5 separate regions of the Mus musculus genome follow, and all the other regions are linked to region 3. The links are chromatin contacts, called in public Hi-C, HiChIP or PLAC-seq and promoter capture Hi-C maps. All regions are on one chromosome and are shown on one strand. Each heading gives the region's core, a stretch centred on a gene start, on an enhancer-like site or on the middle of the called end of the contact. The rest is flanking DNA. Distances are from core to core; before and after follow the strand shown.

Evidence for each region. Promoter capture Hi-C pulls out the DNA fragments that hold promoters and counts their contacts. A called contact is a pair of places that touch in the nucleus more often than the background predicts. HiChIP or PLAC-seq counts read pairs in DNA pulled down with a chosen protein or histone mark.
Region 1: a contact with region 3 is called in a Hi-C map of cerebellum, with 4 times the contacts expected there. The contact joins the enhancer-like site here to the promoter of Reln in region 3. A contact is called at or near these places in 24 of 39 promoter capture datasets (the 3T3-L1 cell line, 3T3-L1-derived adipocytes, the C10 cell line and 14 more), 17 of 484 Hi-C or Micro-C datasets (the G1E-ER4 cell line, brain, cerebellar granule neurons and 9 more), 9 of 115 datasets of contacts at active chromatin or transcription factors (T-cell acute lymphoblastic leukemia, embryonic forebrain, embryonic hindbrain and 5 more) and 3 of 9 other capture datasets (embryonic stem cells, liver and pancreatic islet).
Region 2: an H3K27ac HiChIP or PLAC-seq map of SST interneurons shows a contact between it and region 3, with 4 times the contacts expected there. The contact joins the enhancer-like site here to the promoter of Reln in region 3. A contact is called at or near these places in 7 of 39 promoter capture datasets (the C10 cell line, embryonic stem cells, frontonasal cranial neural crest and 3 more), 1 of 484 Hi-C or Micro-C datasets (cerebral cortex) and 4 of 115 datasets of contacts at active chromatin or transcription factors (SST interneurons, differentiating embryonic stem cells, embryonic forebrain and 1 more).
Region 4: a contact with region 3 is called in an H3K27ac HiChIP or PLAC-seq map of SST interneurons, with 3 times the contacts expected there. The contact joins the enhancer-like site here to the promoter of Reln in region 3. A contact is called at or near these places in 18 of 39 promoter capture datasets (the 3T3-L1 cell line, the C10 cell line, cranial neural crest and 8 more), 19 of 484 Hi-C or Micro-C datasets (the AtT-20 cell line, B cells, brain and 11 more), 6 of 115 datasets of contacts at active chromatin or transcription factors (SST interneurons, embryonic forebrain, embryonic stem cells and 3 more) and 1 of 9 other capture datasets (pancreatic islet).
Region 5: a contact with region 3 is called in a promoter capture Hi-C map of embryonic stem cells, with 2.6 times the contacts expected there. The contact joins the promoter of Lhfpl3 here to the promoter of Reln in region 3. A contact is called at or near these places in 10 of 39 promoter capture datasets (the 3T3-L1 cell line, the C10 cell line, the HPC-7 cell line and 3 more), 4 of 484 Hi-C or Micro-C datasets (all in embryonic stem cells) and 3 of 115 datasets of contacts at active chromatin or transcription factors (all in embryonic stem cells).

What each region holds. Positions count from the first base shown.
Region 1 is chr5:21,932,468-21,935,167 of GRCm38.p6, reverse strand. Reln (reelin) reads left to right here. Exons shown (of 65, transcript NM_011261.2): 47 at 2,328-2,468. Among named protein-coding and RNA genes, the nearest start is that of Slc26a5, 68 kb to the right of the region's middle. Within about 2 kb of position 1,312, at least 6 of the 459 cell types and tissues checked have an H3K27ac peak or open chromatin away from gene starts, as enhancers often do. A contact at or near this core is called in cerebellar granule neurons and cerebellum, where this site is marked.
Region 2 is chr5:22,046,317-22,049,016 of GRCm38.p6, reverse strand. Reln (reelin) reads left to right here. Exons shown (of 65, transcript NM_011261.2): 15 at 171-299; 16 at 965-1,074. Among named protein-coding and RNA genes, the nearest start is that of Slc26a5, 180 kb to the right of the region's middle. Within about 2 kb of position 1,341, at least 3 of the 459 cell types and tissues checked have an H3K27ac peak or open chromatin away from gene starts, as enhancers often do. A contact at or near this core is called in SST interneurons, where this site is marked.
Region 3 is chr5:22,343,399-22,346,098 of GRCm38.p6, reverse strand. It overlaps Reln (reelin), which reads left to right and starts at 1,394. Exons shown (of 65, transcript NM_011261.2): 1 at 1,394-1,919. The coding sequence starts at 1,691.
Region 4 is chr5:21,979,336-21,982,035 of GRCm38.p6, reverse strand. Reln (reelin) reads left to right here. Exons shown (of 65, transcript NM_011261.2): 32 at 1,910-2,068; 33 at 2,271-2,459. Among named protein-coding and RNA genes, the nearest start is that of Slc26a5, 120 kb to the right of the region's middle. Within about 2 kb of position 1,290, at least 8 of the 459 cell types and tissues checked have an H3K27ac peak or open chromatin away from gene starts, as enhancers often do. A contact at or near this core is called in SST interneurons and cerebellum, where this site is marked.
Region 5 is chr5:22,744,678-22,747,377 of GRCm38.p6, reverse strand. It overlaps Lhfpl3 (lipoma HMGIC fusion partner-like 3), which reads right to left and starts at 1,324. Exons shown (of 3, transcript NM_029990.2): 1 at 753-1,324. The coding sequence starts at 1,185. A930003O13Rik (RIKEN cDNA A930003O13 gene) reads left to right here and starts at 494. Exons shown (of 3, transcript NR_027362.1): 1 at 494-1,793.

The DNA of each region.
Region 1 (2,700 bases), core at 63-2,562, 410 kb after region 3:
GACTCCTTTTCTATGGAACTCGAGAGAGAGGCATAGACTGAAAGGGGGCCGTGCTGGAACTCTCCACAAAAGCCGTCACCTCCAGCAATTCATCTGGCTCTTGAATCTCCTGTGCAGCCTTTCTGTTCAGAGACTGCCCAGACTGTGACTGAACAAAACCAGTCATCAAAAAGCCACCACGGCTAGGCAGCCCGTGCCGCCTCTCTAGCCTTCTCCTACAACATCCATCAAACTGCTGTCCCTGCGCCACTCACCCCAGTTCCCCCCTCAGCACCTGCAAGATGCCTTCTATTTGCTCTTTCTGAGAATCTTTATTGCCGTCAACTTAATATTCTTTCAGTAGATGGTTATGAAATTCCATTTATAAGAGCCTCAGACAGTGAAATGATGAACAGAGAGAATAATTAACAAAAGAAACTGCTTTATAAAAAGGTGACAAGGGCTTTAGTAAACATGTGTGATATTGGGGAAGAGGGGAAGTTTACTACTTATTATTGATAAGCCCTGAGGACACAAAACAATATTCCTTGCACTTCAGAAAATTTGTAATAAAATCAAAAGACAGAATAAATGATGTGCAGGCTGGCTCCATCTCAGAATGGATGGTTAGGAGCTGTGAGAATGTGGTGCTCCACTGTGTTACAAGATGCTGCTATACAGAAACAGAATAGTAATAAATTCAGTCATTTATAAGAGCAGAGCCGCTGATGTTACAGCAGCGGTAGGGGCGGGCATCAATACAACATGGCTCCCTGTGCACACAGTGGCTCCTGAATATCAGCTCCCTGTCCCTGTAGAGCACCACTCAGAGTAGAGCCAAAAGGATCTGCCTGCCCCACATGCTGCCTTATGACTTAATGTGCCAGGAAGGAACTGTGTGGCCCTGAAACATATGCACACACATGCTAAACTGTATTAAACACCACAGAAGAGCAGATTGCCATGGGTCTGAATATTATGAGACAAATGCGATTTTTAAAAGGGTCAGAAAAAAAGTCTCTTTGAGGACTGACGTTTCCTGTGAGACCCTAAAGGACATGCAGCAAGGAGAGAGAGAGAGAGAGAGAGAGAGAGAGAGAGAGAGAGAACGCGAGCGTGCTCGTCTCCAGGGGAAAACACAAATGCAGAAAGGTGGGAATGAGTTTCATGTACTCTGGAAGCCTCAAGGAGCGAGTAGCAATCCTTAAGATGGCCAGAAGAAGGGAGCAGAGGAGAGGCCCCGCTCACCCACAGACCAAGGACAGCTTGGTGCTTAAACTCAATGCAATATGAAGTGAAAGATGTGAGCCGAGGAGACGCCTCTGCTGGGTGTGTGGGAGCTGGAGAGCAAGGGCTGTGAGAAGTCAGCTCCTGCCAAGATGCTCAGGACATGCACTGGACCGGGCTGTGTTCCAGAATGAAAATCTTAGTTCTAGGCTGTTCCTTTTTTGATTATTGGACAAATTTTATGTATGTATCTTCAATTAGAAAATGTAAGGCTGTTGCTGTTATTTCATCTCTTTCCCCTTCCTGAAACACATATCTCCCACTCAAAATATTAAGTCTTTTAGTATAAAATGTCCATGGCTCAGTAACCACAGTTGACTCTTCTACAAGTCTTGAATGTTTGCATGTGGGCTGGGTTTTGTTTGGGTCTTACTGCCATCTGGTGGCTGTGAAGATGTTTGTTTGTTTGTTTGTTTGTTTGCTGAACAGGATGCTTTCCAAACGGTGAAGGAGAGATGTTGCTGATTCTGGAATGGAGAACTTCTGGGTTACATGTATTTGTTTCCTACAATAAGCCAGGCTTTGTTACCCCCTCTCTTCTCCATATATAATTATCTAGGGTTTCAGTGATCTCTCTGTTTTACGTTTCTCCTGTCCCTGAGGCTTCCATTAGGAGATCTGCTCCTGGATGCAGAATGAGGCAGATGCAAGTGCCTGGGAGAGCAGGGAAGAACATGAAACCCAGCCACACTCTGTTCTAAGTTACAGGCAGAAGGGTTACAGCCGCTCAAGGACAGGCATCTTTCTCCCAGTTTACAGCCCTGATGTCTCCGTACAATGACTTCCTTGCAAAACCCAGACCTTTATTGTCCCCCTAAGGCTTCTGGTTTTAGGATTAGCCTATGATATAGTCTTCTTTTACAAGACCCAGCAAGATCCCGGGAGCAAAATCCATGCTGATTTATGTGTTTGGCTTAGTACTGTTAACCAGGGGTTTGCATGGACTGTTGCAATAATGAATGTTCTTTAGGAAATAGAACTGGGAATGTGTGCCTCTGTGTTGCCCTCTTCCAGCTTACTAGAATACATTTTCTTCATTGTAAATCTCTTCTTCTTCCAAGGTCTCAAGCCACTCGTTTCCGCTGGCATCAGCCAGCGCCTTTTGACAAGCAGCAGACCTGGGCAATAGATAATGTCTATATTGGGGATGGTTGCCTAGACATGTGCAGTGGCCACGGGAGATGCGTCCAGGGAAGCTGTGTGTAAGTCGGAATATTTCTACTGTCTAAATATCTTGGCTTATTCCATCCAGGGCCTTTCTAGAACTGGTTTTGTCGTCATTCCCCAAGTGATTAGCTTTTTCATTTTCCTGACACACAGTACTGAGCTAAGAGTTGAACTGACAGTCAGTGTAACTACTTTCCTTTAGTGATCAGCACCTGAGCAACAGCCACATTGTCAAGAGAAAGCTGAACTGTAATTGACAATATTCAT
Region 2 (2,700 bases), core at 92-2,591, 300 kb after region 3:
TTCAGTGAGAGATGACACATTTAGTAAAGGTCTTAGAGGAATCCCACATTCATCGACTCATTCAAGGTATTTAGCTAGAAATAAAAAGAATCAAAAAAAATAAATTAAAAAAAAAAGAAACATTTGTTAACTTTGCTCCCTTTGTGTTGGACTTGTTCTGTTGTTATTAGCGTCAGCTTGGAGTTTTCTACTAACCATGGACGGTCCTGGTCCCTACTCCACACTGAGTGCTTGCCGGAGATCTGTGCAGGCCCCCACCTCCCCCACAGCACTGTCTACTCCTCAGAAAACTACAGCGGGTGAGTGAGCTTGCTCCAAGGCTCAGGGAAAGGACGGGGCCATGTTGTGGGATGAAAAACAGTGAGCGATTCTGAGACTAGAATTTTAAATAATAATTAGGTAACCTGACTTTTCCTTAAGAGTGATATTGTGAAAATAAATATACCCATATTTTTAGCTAAATCCTATGTATGACCACACTGTATGAGTCAGTAATTCTTTATGTATAATGCTTGTGTTTTAGATCCTATGTCCCATGGTTATTGTTTGTTTAAATAAGAATATGTATTGACAAAATACATACTTAAGCAAGAGTAGAAGAAAGATAACTTTTGAAATTAGACCTGGTTCAGACCTTACTCTGATGTGCACTGTGTGTAATGGTGGTCTGTCTAAATTTCCACATCAATTAAGGTACACTACACATGCTTTTGTGGACTAGTATAAAATTCAAGATGACTCTGTAAAATTTTTTCCAGCTTACAAAATCAGCACTAGCTACATAGTAAAATATTTACAAGGCCAACAAAATGTAAGCTACAGGCCCCACAGGTAAATGTAAATACTTCACTAATTTCAGTGTTAATTGCAAACACACAGAAGAGGGAACCTAGCACACATGTAAAGCTAATCCAGAAGACAGGAACGTAGTTGTGAAGCTGATTCCATGCTAAATTTCTTGCAGGTGGAACCGAATCACGATTCCTCTCCCTAATGCAGCACTCACCCGAGACACCAGGATTCGCTGGAGACAAACAGGCCCAATCCTGGGAAATATGTGGGCAATTGATAATGGTTAGTGTCTGCGCCCAGCACAATCACGGGCCATTGATGTAGGCTTTTCCGGTGTTTTGTCAGTCCACACAGACTTAATCACATTTCTAAGTCATGGTCTTGAGATTCATTAAACACCCTTTCTTCCTTTTCTCCTTTGCATTCCGTCAGAAGCCCAGGGATGCACAATCAGAAAAAAAAATAGGCTGTGTAGTCAGCAATATTAGATGCTGAGATGTCTCAACATACATAATTTTAAAATGCTTAAATCCCTAAAATTCAAATTCGCAGTTGATGACAAGGGGTAGCCTGACGTTTTCTTGAATTTTTATGCAGAATTACCATAAGTACCATACTGCATGTATTAAAATGAGACTCAGACTTCTGAGTAATTTCCACAACATCTGGGATGCTTATGTTCCAGTTGCAGACATTACACAGAGCGGGGAAACATCATCTCTAAGATGCTAGTGAAACCTCCTCCCTGTTCACAGAAAATGGCGTGGAAGGAATATGTGGCTATCCATAGAAACTGTTGACTGCATTGTTGATCATTTCTGCATAATTTAAAGACCAGCTTCTGTGTCGGACAGTGTACACTTTAATGTACAATAATAAGATATCTTTCGATGTTAAGTTACATGGTTTTTACATTGTTATTAAACACCAATTGTGTTTGTTTGTTTGTTCTATATTAATTTCTGGATAGATTTATAGGACATGTGCAAATTTGACCGAAAGTTTATACAAGAAGTGGGAGGGTTCTGTAGAGGAGACAATAAGAATAGATGGAAGGACAAAATGTCAGTACTTAAGCAACTTTAACCTACCCTCTGTCTTGGTTTGTCCTATTTAATAAAACCATACTATAATGCCGATTTTCCACGTATTAATCTTCTCTTTCTGTCTTTGAATAATTTAAATCCTGAGAACCTAATTGCATAAAGTTCTTAAATTTTGAAGACCTCTTCAGGCAAGATAATTTACCCATATGCCAATATGAAGTCTATGTTGAATATTTAAAAAAAAAAAAAAGAAGAAGAAGAAGGCCCATGATACTAAACCTAGTGTATAAACTAAACTAACTAAGGTTTAATTTGTTAAAATAAAATTTCTCCACTGGTAGAAAATTTGCATAGCATTTTAATTACCACAGCTGCTAATGGGCTCCAGGGCGTGTGCCCACCACGCAGTAGGATATGAATGGATTTTGCCAGTGTCCTTCTTTTTAAAAGTTCATAGTGAATCTTTTTTACTTTTAATAATCACAAAAGAAGTTTAAAAATTAGCAATAAAATGAAGTACAAGTATGAGGAAATTAAAAGAATAATGAAATACACACACACACACACACACACACACACACATATATATATGCCTATGAAAAGGTCTTCTCAGTTTCCTAAAGGAAGCACTTAGAGCACTGTTTGGGATCAAGGAGTCTATGACACACTATTGACCACGGGTCATGTTTTCAGTCTTGAGGGAAGAGCTGAAGACCCAGAGAGTGCACGTACTCAGTGCTGGCTACACAACTCGAGGCACAATCTCTTCAGCTCTGTTACCGTCCTCTGTGAGGCTGTCCAGGAACAGGCATGCTTACAGATCAGGAAGAAGACCCGTATTTCTTCCAGAAAGAAAGCCTCT
Region 3 (2,700 bases), core at 145-2,644:
GCTGTAGACAGTGGCAGGCCAGGCATCTTTAGAGTCAGCCTTCGTCTTACTTGGGGCAAGCTATTCTGATTTCTCCCCTGTGAAATGGGGGAAGTTTTGCTTCTTCCGGTGGTGGTGTTAGGATTACATTAGGCTAATGATCTACAAGCCTGTGCAGCCTGCATGGCACTTTGCTCTAGTGTAATATTAGTCGCGTGTATGAATATGTGTGCTGTTGAACTTTGGGAGGATTGGAAGTAATGGAGACCAACAGGCAGTTAGGTCCTTCCTATCTGCTGAAACTGTGAATGTGGCAGAAAAAAAAAAATCTTTTGCAATGAAATTACCACAGAGGTCTCCCTTTGGATCTTGCCTTCTGACGCCCTTCTCCCAAACTCAGGCAAAGACTACCATTTCTGACATTACAGTTTCCTGGTTTCTTTACAAGCAAGGCTTATTTTGGCTTGGTGCTGAGCCTGGAGAAATGCATTAAAACCTGGCAGCTCTGTTCTCCCGTCTCTGGGTGCCTCGGGGCTCCTGCCAGCGGTGCTCGGTTAAAAAACGTGCTTCTGGATGGTTTCACTTGCCCGCAGTCCTGCGTGAGATAGCTCATTAACGCCGGTTTCATTGCTGCTGCCAGCCACTCCTCTGCATGCCTTCCCCTCCCCCACCCCAGTGACAGTGGTCATGCATGACATGTAGAAGTAATAAACTCGGACCTAAAATTTACTACCCCCATCTCCGTCCGAGGAATCCCCTAGCAACGCGTAAATACAGAGTCCGGCGAAGCTCGCCTGTCGGGTCCCCTCACCACAATCCCCACGGCCGAGAAGCCCGACGATCTGGCCCCGCACCACTCCAGGTGGCAATCGCACCGTCACCCAATCTCCCTTTCAGCCTGGCTGCCACTGAAGACCCGGGCCGGGGCAGCGACGGGGCCGCGAGGCCTGACTGGAAAGGGCTCGCGCGCGCGGGGCACCGTCGCGGTTGGGGCCACTGACGGGAGGGTCCCCAGGACAAGCGCTGGCCGTGGGGACTGGGGGGCGGCGGGCCCCGAGGGGCGAGGGTTGCAGCCGGCGTAGACAAAGAACAGCGCGGTCCCCGCCGCCCTCGGCTTCCCCGCGCGTCCTCGCAGAACGGGCAGCCGTGAGCCCGGGGCTCCGGTTCCCCGGGGCAGCCCGTCGGTCTCTGGCCGCTCTCGTTCGCGCAGCGGCCGAGCAGCCCTGCCCTTCCGGGCGGAGCGGGCCGTGGGCGGGAGGCGCGCGTGTGCTCCGGGCACAGCCCGAGGTGCGGGCAAGCCCGAGGGGGCGGGGACGGGCGCGGGGGCGGGGGCGCGGCTGGGACACGTGTGGCGGCGGCGGGGGAGGGGGCGGCGCCCGGGGCTTTAAGAAGGTGCGGAGGGGGCGGGCACTTTCCCAAGCCCGGCCGAGGGGCGTCGCGTGCACACCGGCGGCGGCGGCGCTCGGAGGCGGACGACGCGCTCTCGGCGCCCGCGGCCCCGGTTCCCCCCGCGCTCTCGCTCCGGCGGCCCAAAGTAACTTCGGGAGCCTCGGTCTCCCGCTAACTTCCCCCCGCGGGCTCGGTTGCCCGGACCCGCTCGGCTCGAGCCCGCCGCCGGCTCGCCTTCCCCGCACGCGGCTCCTCCGTGCCGGTGCCTCCGAAAGTGGATGAGAGAGCGCGCGGGGCGCGCGGCGGCACGGAGCGCGGCGGCATGGAGCGCGGCTGCTGGGCGCCGCGGGCTCTCGTCCTGGCCGTGCTGCTGCTGCTGGCGACGCTGAGGGCGCGCGCGGCCACCGGCTACTACCCGCGCTTCTCGCCTTTCTTTTTCCTGTGCACCCACCACGGGGAGCTGGAAGGGGATGGGGAGCAGGGCGAGGTGCTCATTTCCCTGCACATTGCGGGCAACCCCACCTACTACGTACCGGGACAGGAATACCATGGTAGGTACCACCACGGCATCCCTACGGCGCCACGGTGGCCCGCGAGCGCATCTTTCCATCCTTTTCCTTCTTCCCAGGGGCCAGCCGGCCGGAGACCGGGACAACCTCCTACCTCAGCGGGGTGCGCTGCCTGGGGAGAGAGAACAAAGTTAGTGGAGAATGGAGTCCTGAGTTGGGATTTCAACTGTCCCCTAACACATAAACTGGTGCTTATGTGACAGGCCACACAAGCTTTTGGTACTGCTGTCCCCCACCCCTTCACTCCCTGCAGCTGCCGAACCTGCGCATCGTGTTTTCCTAACCCCAGTACTTAGATACCAGACTTTTGTCCTGTTCTGGGTCCTCCTTGGTGGGTCCCCAGGTGGCGCTGGGGTTGTCACTGGGTTTTGCCGGCCAGCTGCCGACAGATTGGAGCACTTTGGTCGGTGGCTGCCCATGCCGGCGGCCAGTTAAAAGTTCCCGCTGCTCTGCAGCCAGGAGTCCCTAGTGATCTGTCCTCAAGAAACAGAGCGGCTGTTTCCAACCCTTTATTCTTTTAAAGAGTCGTTTAAAATATCAGTGATTGATGATTTCTGTCATCCCCTTCATACTTTTAGCTTGGTGCTTGCTGTTGTTAGCATTGTCTGGGCGATGCTTACTAATCACTTGTATCTGCACAGCTTTAAGTCCCTGGCAGGACCTACAAGCTTCTCCCCACAAAGGCGATCCCTCTCCTAAGGGATCAGTATGCAATCCTTCATCGAGGTGAAACATTACTGCAAAGTTGAATTTTAGCAACAAG
Region 4 (2,700 bases), core at 41-2,540, 360 kb after region 3:
CAGCCCTGAGTTCCTAAGGAGAGAAGCATCAATGAAGTTGTGAACATACTAAAACTACTGCAGATAGAGCACCTTTTCAGATGGTGCAGATGATCTGTATTTCCATGATGTTTCATTTGGAAAACTTCAGTCCCCCTTCTACAGTGGCCGCTCCTACTCATCTACCCTACCCCACCTCTTCTCTCCTTTCCCCTACCTCTCCCGTCTCCTTTCCATTTCTTCTCTGATGGAATATAAACTACATAAATTCAAATCAATAGCCACAGAAAATGAAATTTTTGAAGTGTCTACACTCTTCGACATCCAACATATTAGGACATATTTTGAATAAACACTGAGAACTACTGTGTAGTGCTTTTGCCAGACAGCACCCTGGGCAGACTCAGATGAAGGCTGGAACCCAGATTCGTTTCCTTCCTAAGGCTTCATGTGACTCTCGGCTCTCCTGCCGTGTGGCTGCCCCTCAGTCAGCAGCACCTCTAACTCTCCATCACTGTGGCTGGGTGCGGTCCAGCACACACCTGTTCTCTTCCTTCTCATTCTTTCTCTTCCTCTCAGAACTTGACAGATTCTGTTGTAAACATACAGGCTCTCTGAGAGTTCTAGCTTTTCATAGATTTGTCACTGTTCCTGGCACTGTTGCCTGTCAGGAGGAGCACCTGTAATGTCATGTACTGCCAATTGGCACTGAGCTACTTGCTCTTCAGCATAATATTTCTCAAAACTTTGTGCTAATTAAGTCTTTGTTATTTAATATTACAATGGATGGAGGCACTCTGGTTAGTCTATATATTTTTAAAGTCAAATATACCATATATGATTCATAATTTTTCAAGAGTTAAAATGTAATAAAAGATATAACAGATAAAACTTTATTGGGAATAATTTCTATAAATGCTTAAAAACTAGTGAATATTCAATACCAATTTACAAATAAGTATAGAATATGCCATTAGACAGATGCACTCTGCTTTCTCCCACAGATATATATTCATATATATACTCATATGTATATATACATATATAGATGGATATATCCATCTATATATAGGATATCTACATATATAGGACATCCATACACAGACACACACATATCCATATGTATATTTATGTATAATCCCATAACCTTACCCATAGCAGTTTTCTCCTTTGTTGATCATTAGCCTTCCCATTTGTCCCCTTTTAAATGACAACATTTCTAGAAGTAGCAGCAAGGGCGTGACATCCCTTGCACACAAATGTGCAGCTCCACAGATCTTGTCACCTTGTCACAGGGGTGGAGTTGAGGGAACAGATGGCTCAGGCACAAGGAGGGGTGGCACAGAGAATAGGAAAGAGAAGCGACATTGGAGAGACCTGAGTCTTGCTTTTTGGCTCTTGACTAATCTGGTCTTGTTCAGGTTTCACTAACCAAGGTCTGTCAGAGTATGAAGTATTGGTTAAAGGGTGCTCTGCCCAACAGACTTCCCGGCTAAGCACAACTCACTGCCTACTGCCTCAGCAGCAAGCAGCACACGCAGCTCCTCCCGTGCCAGAGAAATTAAGATATTTCTTAGGAGAATATAGTGATGACCTGAGACTTTGTGATGCTCAGGCTGGAGTCCACATTTCAAGTGCACGCACAGGAGCAGCTCCCTAACCAGCTCACTCATCACTCCTACAGAGCTGAGTGGTCTCTGAAGGAGCTTATGTAGTTCTTGTCTCCATTTACTGGGAGTGAGTGCATTAGAAACTGTCAGGAAATTGATGGGCCTTTGAGTCTACTAATTCATGCCTTGTAAGTTAGATGGATGAGTGTTCCCTCTCTGAGACACAGTCTGAAGTTGCTGCAGTTTTGCTGTTTAAAACAGACTGTTCCTTGCCTCTAAGAACGCTGTCTTAGTCATTGAATTTATGTCTTGTAACTCAGGGCTTGTTGTTCAGTATTCCAATGATAATGGGATACTTTGGCATTTGCTGAGAGAGTTGGATTTCATGTCATTCCTGGAGCCACAGATCATTTCCATTGACCTGCCCCGGGAAGCAAAGACACCTGCCACAGCTTTCCGGTGGTGGCAGCCGCAGCATGGTGAGTCACTGCTCTTTCCAACATTCCTGATGACTTTATTAAAAAAAAAAGATCACATAGCATCCATATCCAATGTGTAATATATAAGTGTGTTAATTTACTGTCAATTTCCAGACAATTTGATTTAAAATCATGGTCACGGAGATATTCCTATTGCTGTGTAATGAGCCTGCTCCAACTGCTGCTGTTCATTTGATTGCAGGGAAGCATTCGGCCCAGTGGGCTTTGGATGATGTCCTTATAGGAGTGAATGACAGCTCTCAAACTGGATTTCAAGATAAATTTGATGGCTCCATAGACTTGCAAGCCAACTGGTATCGAATCCAGGGAGGCCAAGTTGATATCGACTGCCTCTCTATGGACACTGCCCTTATATTCACTGAAAACATAGGTATATATTGCTGCCGTATAACAGAAAGATATTTGATTAACTGCAGGACTAAATTAACTAAAACTCAAAAGAAATTTTCTACTATAAAATTATGTGTTTAACTTCCTTTGCTGATGGAGGGTGCGGTGTGCATCGTCCTCCAAATGACCTGGGCACCTGGGCCTGACAGAACTTTGTTTCTTGGAACATGAGGAGGAGGAAGATGACTTACAGGCAGAGAAATGTGTCAGAGGACATTCCT
Region 5 (2,700 bases), core at 75-2,574, 400 kb before region 3:
AATCCCCATTCTCCCAAGACGTCTCTGCCTGTTTAGAGATGAAATGGAAGGACCTTGGCTGACAAGGAGACGCTGGAGGTGTGGCATCGAGGAACTGCTAAGGAACACTCTACGCTACATTTTTTTTTTTCTTTTTAAGAAAACCGGGGGAGGGAGGGGTGCCTAAACAAAATTAGGATTTACTCATCACCAGATGGATGATAAAATATTTATGGTTGCCAAAGACAAATTTACACGCCCCCCCCCCTTCCTCCCAACACTCACACACCCTGAAGCAAAGGCGGAAATAATCCAGGGAAGGGCAGAACAGGTTGGCTTGCTCTAAATCCTCTTTTCACCCGCTTGTACCAGACTCCCCTAGTCCCCAGCTCACGCACATAAACACACACACACACACACACACACACACACACACACACACACACACGGAGCCCAGCCTCTAAGTGGCCACTTCTCCGCCCCACTACCCCATCATTAGTTCTGAGCGGACTCTGCCCAACAACTGCTCAGCCTCCAAGGCGTCCCTATGGGTGGCGTCCCTAGCATCCAAGAGGTTCGGAAACGCCTGGGGACCTGGCGCCAGTGCCAAGGTTGAGGAACCTGGGGGTTCCTCCTTCCACGCCTTCAACCTGAGAGAGGATTAAGTTGTCCCGGACTGGCAGAGCTCAGGAAGCGGTCCCTCCCACTCCAGCCTCTCTGGAGCTCGGACACCCAGGGGTCCCCTGCCTCCGTGGAGGTGAGCGCGCACTCACCGGAGGTGAGCTGCATCCAAGCACAGATCTTGTACACGGTGGCTGTGTTGCAGAAGAAGAAGAGGGTAAAGCAAACGATGCAGGCGATGATGAGCATCATGGAGAGGCCGATGAAGAAGGAGGCGGCTTTGAAGGCGCCCGAGGGCAGCGTGGAGAAGTCCGTGAAGCTACCCCTGCAGGTCAGCTCCCGGGAGAAGCCGTTGCCGATGCAGTAGTGGAAGAGCCCGAAATAGCCGGCTTGCGGGGTGTCCACGCCGTCGCCGATCCAGTAGGGCTGGATGAAGCACACCACATTGACGATGGCAAAGCAGATGGTGAAGATGGCCCACAGCACGCCGATGGCCCGCGAGTTCCGCACATAGTTGGTGTGGTACAGCTTGGCAGCCTCCTGAGCCGGGAGCATCGCGGCGGCGGCGGCGGCGGCTCCGGGCATTCTCCCCCTCCTCCTCCTCCTCCCGGTCCTCCGCCTCCCCCCGCCTCTCGGCGCGCAGGAGACACACTCGCCGAGCGAGCGGCGTGCGTTGCAATTCCCCTGCCTCCGCCTCAGCCCAGCAGCACCAGTTCTAGAGTCTGCACCCTCGCTCCCGGAAGGAGGGAGGGGGAGCGTGGAGCACCCCTCCGGCTCGCCAGGCACAGCCTCCCGCCCCCCTCTTCCCTCCCTCCTGGACCCGGCTCCAGCCCTGCTTTGCACCCTCCACTCCTCTGCTCGTTGCTGCAGCTGCTGCAGCTGAAGCCTGCGAGCCCTCACGCCCCCTTACTCTTCATCTCGCCTTTGACCCTCTTTCCTGTAGGCTCTGCTGGTGCCCCAGGTCACAGAGGATCGCGGCTACCAGGAGATGCTTCTTAAGTGCCAGGAGCAAGAGAAGCAGACGTGGAGTTATAAGAGCGCGCCCAGAGGAATCCTAGAGGCACTCCCTGGATCCTGGAGGATGTGCTGCTGGCCAAGAGGCTGATCCTGAGCTTTTCATCACCGCACAGGAACGTGCTTTGACCTCTGCATCTCTGCAGGGAAAAAAAGAGGCAGCCTTATGGCAGGTGTAGGTGAGAAAGGAAGAGAGATGTGGTTCCCGGGGAGGTATCCCTGTTAAAACCACAGAATTGCCCCAAGCTAACTCTTAGGTGACCTCAGGTTGGCAGATGGAGACAGGAGAAGTTGGGCAGAAGTCTGTCACACAATAATGTAGAAGTCACGCCTGGAGGGTGATCCTCTATTGTTTCTCGTCCCACTTTTCCACTATGCAACCAAATGAACTATGGCAAATGGAAACCCCAAGCTTCGCTTGAAGTCAAACCTTTTCTCTCCCACGCGGCTTGCAATAGATGGGGCCTGCATGCACAGAAGTAGTTATCACAGAATTTTAGAGTTTGTTTGAAAACATCGGATAATTTGGCAGGTGTTTCATTTATTGCACAAATACTCATTGGCAGCTAGCATGTGCTAAAGATAAAGAGGGATAAAGATAAATGGGATGAGTGCCTTAACAGTGGAAGTATTTCCACCTCTCCCACAACCAAAAGCTCCAGTTAACCCGAGAATTGGTTTTAGTGTAATTTCCCCGGATCGTCTGCAAACAATCTCTTGCACAATTAATGTGTACTTTACACTGTCCCCTTCTCTCATTTACTTTCTCCATTCTTGATACTGCCCTTTTTTACAGCCCTTTCAAAATGAGTTGCTCATTGCTATCTCTATTTTTTTTTTCCTGTGGTCGGTTACTATCTGGTTCCTTCTGAACCGTATAGCAAACCGACAATGCTCAATTGCAGGAATAGATTTTGGTACAAATAATCTTAAACTCCACAATGTAATGCTGCATTCTTTGAGCAGATGAAAGAATGCGCCCATAGACTCATCCAGAAGTCTGTACTATGTAAATTACCCTTCAGTAAAATTGGGCCCAACGTGTAAATGATGGAGATTAATTATGCTCTTGATCTGATACCCTGA